Linked DNA regions of Gossypium arboreum: region 2 is linked to region 1. The links are chromatin contacts, called in public Hi-C maps. All regions are on one chromosome and are shown on one strand. Each heading gives the region's core, a stretch centred on a gene start, on an enhancer-like site or on the middle of the called end of the contact. The rest is flanking DNA. Distances are from core to core; before and after follow the strand shown.

The links. Hi-C and Micro-C count contacts between places; a contact is called where the count stands out from the background.
Region 2: a Hi-C map of leaf shows a contact between it and region 1, with 3 times the contacts expected there. The contact joins the promoter of LOC108485279 here to the enhancer-like site in region 1. A contact is called at or near these places in 2 of 5 Hi-C or Micro-C datasets (both in leaf).

What each region holds. Positions count from the first base shown.
Region 1 is chr6:99,688,588-99,692,139 of ASM2569848v2, forward strand. LOC108486579 (chaperone protein ClpB3, mitochondrial) reads left to right here. Exons shown (of 10, transcript XM_017790702.2): 10 at 305-1,703. The coding sequence ends at 616. Among protein-coding and RNA genes, the nearest start is that of LOC108484241, 3.7 kb to the right of the region's middle. Within about 2 kb of position 1,519, at least 2 of the 2 cell types and tissues checked have an H3K27ac peak or open chromatin away from gene starts, as enhancers often do. A contact at or near this core is called in leaf, where this site is marked.
Region 2 is chr6:99,738,393-99,741,944 of ASM2569848v2, forward strand. LOC108485279 (sister chromatid cohesion protein PDS5 homolog C-like) reads left to right here and starts at 1,993. Exons shown (of 15, transcript XM_053029546.1): 1 at 1,993-2,180; 2 at 2,317-2,458. The coding sequence starts at 2,357.

The DNA.
Region 1 (3,552 bases), core at 269-2,768:
TCGGAATAGAAAATAGTGAATACTAGATAAGATCTTTACTTTAGGTTCTTTTCAAATTAGGGGGAGCAGTTGATCTGGTTAACTTTTTTTGACTTAACTGATCAACATTATATTTTAACTGATCTAACTGAACCGACTTTACGTGCATATCAATCAGAGCTTGCCCCAAAAGCACTTGCTAGAAAAATTCTCGAAGAGGAGGGAAGTTAATATCAATGAATTGGTTATACTGTTATTGTATGTTATTTACTCAAGGTAGATACAGTTAAGGATTAAAGAGGTTTATTATCTCCCTTGTTTCCAGATGGTGCGGTTAAAAGATAGACTGCGACAGAAGAAAATCTATCTGCGCTACACAAAGGAAGCTGTTGAACTTCTGGGGACACTGGGATTTGACCCTAACTTTGGAGCAAGGCCAGTTAAGAGGGTGATACAACAATTAGTGGAGAACGAAGTTGCAATGGGAGTGATGAGAGGAGATTTCAAGGAGGAAGACTCGATCATTGTTGATGTGGAGTCCTTGCCGTCGGTGAAGGACCTTCCCCCCCAAGATAAGTTATGCATTAAGAAATTGGAGAGCAGTTCTCCATTAGATGTTATGGTTGCAAATGATTAGCGCTGCCTTTAGGAGATGTTTATCATTCGTACATATACAAGCAGTTCTAGGTTAAATAATGTTATACTTGATTTGAGTTCCTTTCCACATTTCAAAGTCAAAACAAAGATATTGTGATGAATCAGGGGTACTCGAACGCTTTTTCATAGCATTCCACTTTATTTATATATAAAAAAACCTTATAGTTTCTCATATATATATATATATATATTCATGTATATTTCATTTTTAAAATTTTGGATCATTTTGAAGTCTTTTCGGGTTCAAAATAGTTTTGGGTTATTATGATTTCTGATTTTAATTTGGATGACTGATTTGGGTTCTAGTGATTTTAGGTTTGAATTATTTCATATTCGAGTTAGTTTTGTGTTTAGGTCATTTTAAAGCAAGTCGATTTGGGTTTGGGGTTTGTCAATTTTATATAGCCAAATCAAGTTGAGTTGGTTTGAGTTTGAGTCGGTATGAGTTTTATCAAGCCAAATTTGGTTGAATTTGAGTTAAATTAATAGAATCAGGTTTTAGGTCTAAGATCAGAATTACTCGTCTAATTCACGACATTTGAGTCTCGACACCCCGAAAAAAAAATGCAGCAGTGACATTTGCCGATGCTAAAACTGGGCGGATTGAAGCGAAAGAAGACAGCATGTAAAGCAAGGCAGGCAAGTACTTTTTATTTGTTTATTTACTTTTCCATTCTTTGCAATGTATGTGTTCCTTCCCATCCTACCGTATAATTATTGAATTTTATCGAGGAAATGTCTGTTTCCCATCACCTTTCCAACCTAAGAACTTACACAATCAATCAAGGCATGGAAAGATAATAGACAGTTTGAGTTATCCCTAGTAGTGCAGTGGGGCCTGAGCTCTTCCTTAAATTGGAGTAAGCTTTTTTGATGAGGGGAGCTGGAGGGCACTGATGAGACTGCCGTGACGTCCCTCCTTGTCTTTGGTATCCAATTCCAACATCAGTTGTCCTTTGCACGTTCCCTCGTTCAAGGCATTTTTGTACGCTACCTTAATCCTACTTGAGCCGAACTTTACTATTCATATTTGAATTTTTATTTCTAATCTATATGGATTTGACAGATATGCTCTACCAAAACAACATTATCGTTAATTATATTTAACCGAAAATATATTCAATTGTAGTTTTAGTTGGTTAATTTTTATATTTTAACTTTTATGTAATTTGTTTTTATAATCTGGGCAATTATTATAATTACAAACTTATTCATTTTCTTTAAATTAAAGAAGAGAGAAAAAATATAATTAAGTGAATAGGTGAAGAGGAGGTTGTTTTGTTTTCGCGTGGTAGTTCTGTTGTGGGCTCTAAAATAAGAGGCGATTTAACAAAATCAAATATCTAATGGGTACTAAAATTTTTAATGCAATACCAATCATTTCTATTGGATCCATACTAATATTTGTAATAAAATTTTAAATGACTCAATTCTAAATTTCTATAGCTAGCTGTCTAACTTGCACAATTTTGGTATTTTAATAGAGAAAAGATTGTATGAAACAAGATAATGTTATGTCATCGTATTCATTTCTAATAGTTTTATGTCACATTAGTATTCTTATCTTGTATTTTAAGATTTTATCTTAAATTTTAGTATTTTAATTTTTAATTTAGATTTGATTTTTTTAAGGATAAAATCTTAAAATTTAAGATAAAATCTGATATGACATAAAATTATTAGAAATGGATACAGATGTTTCATACAATCCTTTCTCATTTTTAATATTACACACACAATCAAAGTTTTGAATTTCACTTAAGCTTTGGTTGCAAATTTTACCCTTACCGTTTTCATGTTTCATTTGTTGGTTTCATTCTCTCTTTATAAAAGAAAAAATGGTTGATGCTAGATCCCAAGGAAAAAAAACATGAAGGTCCTAAAACTACCGTACTCGTTTAAAATTTCAAAATTTTTATACTCAAACCTTGAAAAACAATCAATTTGGAACTCCAACAGTCCAAGCTTTTCATTTCTGCCCTTTCTGATTCTATCAGCATTGAGGCTTCATTTTGAAATTTCAACAGTGAGAACCGAAATCAGGGTGAGGAGAAACAGTTGTCAGATTTTCCAATTTTATCTATTGGTCGACCACATAGATCAAATCTACGATAGTTGGGGATTTCGATTTCGATTTCATGACATATGAGGCTTTCTTCACAAGTCTAATCCGAATGAAGAAAATGGCATGTTTTAGTGTGCTGCTTCGCCAGAGAAGACGTTGGCACAGTGGTGACCTGACCACGACCTTGAGAAAGCTTAGGTTTTCTTTTTCTTCTTAGAAACAAAAAGGGGGAATGAAATGTAAAACAAAATCACAACTTTTTAAACGGGCCTCGGCTCCGAGCTGGGCTCAATTAAAAATTTTGTTCAAGCTCGGTATGGATAAAAATGTTGAAACCTAAACCTGATTAGGCCTGTCCGTATTAATTTTTTATATTATTTTTATATAATTTTTAAATATATATAATACATTAAAAATACTAAAATATCAAAATAAATATTTTCTAATAAATTGAAAATAAATTTTAAACAATATGTATACTTAAATAACACAAAGACAAATACAACTTAACGAGCAAATGTCTTTAAAATAATAATAAAATTAACAAATGCATCTAAAATAATAACAAAATTAACAATAAAATAAGTTTTATATAATATCAAAACAATAATAAGCAACATAATAATAAAATGGTAGCAAAATAGGGAGAAAATAGCATTAAAAAAAATAGTAAATTTTTTTTGTCCTTCAATGAATTCAGGCCGGGTTCGGCCCAGGCCAAAAATGTCTTATGTAAGGCCCGACTCATTTTTTAAATGGGCCTTATTTTTTTGTCCAAACTCATTGTTCAAGTCTATATTTTATTCAAATACTCCCATATTTTGGGTCGGGCTAGGTCTAATGAAGAAGAC
Region 2 (3,552 bases), core at 743-3,242, 50 kb after region 1:
AAATCCAAGAGAATTCTAGTTTGTATCACTATAATCAAGCTTTATAATTAATATATGTTTAATTTAATATGAATATGTGGTAAGTATTTTAAGGTAAGTATTTAATGAAATAATAAAATTTGTGATTGGGTATTAAAATTGAGATTGATCTTGAATCAATTATTGGATTCGAATATTGTTTTGAATACCTAATTGAACTGTGAAATTCTTGAATAATGTTACGTATATTGCATTGAATCGTAAAATTTCTAATGAAGTGAATTATCAGACATCGTGAAAATTGATCAAAATAATAAATTATAATTAATATTGAATCGAAATGGAAATTATATTGAAAAATGATTTAAATACCCTATTAACTAGTCGGGCTAGTCGGATATAGTTGGCATGCCATAGGATATGGAAGAGTACGGGTTTTTGCAAACATCGATCGAGCACTTATGTGTCGAATATTGTTATCGTTATGTTATCGATTCGACACTTTGTGTGTCGAATCGTTATCATATCATTATGATTCAAAGACTTTGTGTGTTGAATATCGTTATTGTTATCTTATTCTTCTTCTTTGCTACAATTATCGATTACTTATTAGATATTGTGTACCGTTAAGGCACATTGTGCCGTATTGGTGTGTTGGTTGGAATCCGTGTATCCGCCGAGTTCGAGTCAAGTTAATAGGGATAAATGAAATAAATCTACTGATAAAACTAAATTTGAATGATATGTCCCATGTGAAAGTTGAGAATTGAAATAAAGAAATAAGAATGGTATATATATATATATATATATATATATATATATAATTGAATGATAACATGAAAGATTGAATTGTTCATTAAGTGATGATAATTGTAATGTAAAAGTATGTGTGTGATTTAATGTATTTAATTATAAACTGAATTATAGTGATACCACTGAGTATATGCATACTTAGCGTACGGTTGTTTCCGTCATGCAGTTGTAGAAGTCAAAATGAACCAAAGATCCAAAGCCGGACCGACTTCAAACAAACTTTTGGTGATGTATATTTTCTTTTGGTAATGTGACATGTACTTAGGATGTGTATAAAGGTTATTATGTTTTGAATATAAATGGTTTAAAATATTAGTATTGTAAGTTTAAGAATTATAATGAAAAAGTTTATTCATTTCAAAAAAAAATAAATAAAAAAATAAAAAAGTAAAAATAAAAATAAAAATTTGGAATATTTAAACGAATGTCGTTTCACTTAAATGTATGTTTTAAACTTTGAGAGTTCGGTATAGGGATTTAGTAATTAAATTATGCTATGAATGTTATTTTATTTGTGAATTATTCATAAGTTGTCTGATACGTTCAGTAATACCTCGTAACTCTGTTCCGACGACGGTTCGAGATTAGGAGATGTTACAAATTGAACCCACGTAATATTTGATGACCAACAACATCATGTTCCTAATGAAAATTCGATGGCCTGAACAACGGACGATTCATACTTGTCAGAATGGTTGCAATAGGTGAAACATATGAATGTCCTTCCGATTGGTTGTTAATGGGTTTACTCCTCAAGCAGCCTTCTAACTTACCATACATCCTTATTCGGATGGGTTCTAACACACATCATCATCTTTATAATATTAAAATTAGATTAAGAACCGTTATTAATTACAATAAATTTTTTATATATTTTAATTTAGTTTAATTTTGGAATGAATTTTATTTAATTTTGGAATTAATTCTATTAGGTATATATAGTTTTACATGAATGTTTATTTTATTTTTATCTGCTATTTAATATTTTGAAGTTTAATAATGAGTTTTATTTGTAAAACTAATTATCTTTATCTTTCGAAAATTACAATTTTTTGTTTACAAAAACGTAATTTCAAATTCAGTATAATAAATGGAAAGCTAATAAGGTAACAACAAAATCGAGCCGTCAAATAAACACAAATAGGTCCACATCCTAAGAATCCAACGGTGGACTTAAAGCCCGTAATTTAACTCCATTTCATAACCACGGCGTAATCCGAGCAAAGCTTTGCTGTATTTTCCTTTTAAAGCCCACACACACCTACAGAAAAAAAGTAAAACATATTTTTAATATAATTTTTAAAACAGTATTTCAAAAAAAAAAAAAAAAAACTCACTCATCACTTTCTCTATTTTTCGCACGAAAAAACCCTAACTTTCGCTCGAGTGTATGCACTTTTTCTCTCTTTAATCTTTATAGTTTGGTGTTATTTCGCGTGAGTTTCTTTTAGGTTTCCAGAATGGTGTGAAATCGAGGCCTTAGGTTTTAGATTTTTTTTAAAGGATCTGTTTCTGTATATTTAGGTACATAATTGTTTTTGTTCTTAAAAAAAAAAAGAAGGCTATGGCGGCATCAGATAAAGAGCTGGAGTTACAATTAATGGAGGCTGGGAACATGCTCGTTGAACCACCTTCATCAGTTGATGAGCTCATTCCTCTCCTCGACGTATGCCCTAATTACTGTTTTTCTTCAGGCTTTAATTACGTTTTATACTTCGCTCGTTTTTTTAATTATTAGACTTTGATTTATGTGATTTCATTACGCATGCGGTTTGAATTTTATCTTTGGTGTGATATCTTTTAAATATCTGCTATTAAAGTTAGTTCTTTTTCTCCATTGTGATCTGCTTTTACCTCTTGTTCTAAAGTTTTCTTCTTTTGCATGTTTTCACTTATTTAATTTTGCTTCTGGCATTACCGTTTTGAACTTGGGAAACTGTTTTTGATTTCTCTGTTCTTTTTTTTTTTTTTTTGGTGTAGATATATTGATGTGTATGTTTGCAAATTTGCTAAATGACTGATATCATTAACGGGTTTGCTGTGCTAGATTTTGAATACTAGCATGTTAAATTTATTTGAATGCAAATTCTATACAGTAGTAAATGATGAAAATCCTTTGAACTTTTGTGTTTCTTTCAAATTCAAAAATAAGTGCTCGCGCGCGCTTTTCTTGTCTATATGTGGCATAAAGGGAATCCCATACCTGCCTTAAATTTTGTGAAATCCGAGAAACCATTACAATAAATTTTATCCTCGATTTCTTAGTTAATTAAGCACTAGCTATGTTTGGTTACTATAATTTTACAACCAAAGTTAAATTTTTTTTACCCACTTGAGATGGCATTGAAAGCGATGAAAGCTAATATGGAAAGCACACGTAGGTATTGTGCGAAAACCTTCCTATTAAGGAAAGAGTTTGCTGGGCTTGCTAGATTATGTTTTCATTGTATAAAACATGGATATGAATCAGAACATTCTTTGTTGCAAATATATTGTCTGTCCGCCCTCCCCTCCCCATCACACATGCAGCCCCTTAAAAGAATTGCAAATGATAACATCATTAAAGCAGACTTTGGGATTCTGATAATCAGAAAAAACTTTGGTGCCATACATTGTTTAGACAAGGTCACATGCATTCATGATTCCAAGGAAGAAAAACTTTGAAGAGGACCTGCAAAAAAAGAGGCAAATTATCCTTAGGTAGATTGTTTGTTTAGGATCTATGCCTCTTTTGATCTATCTCATTAGGTATAGTGTTTG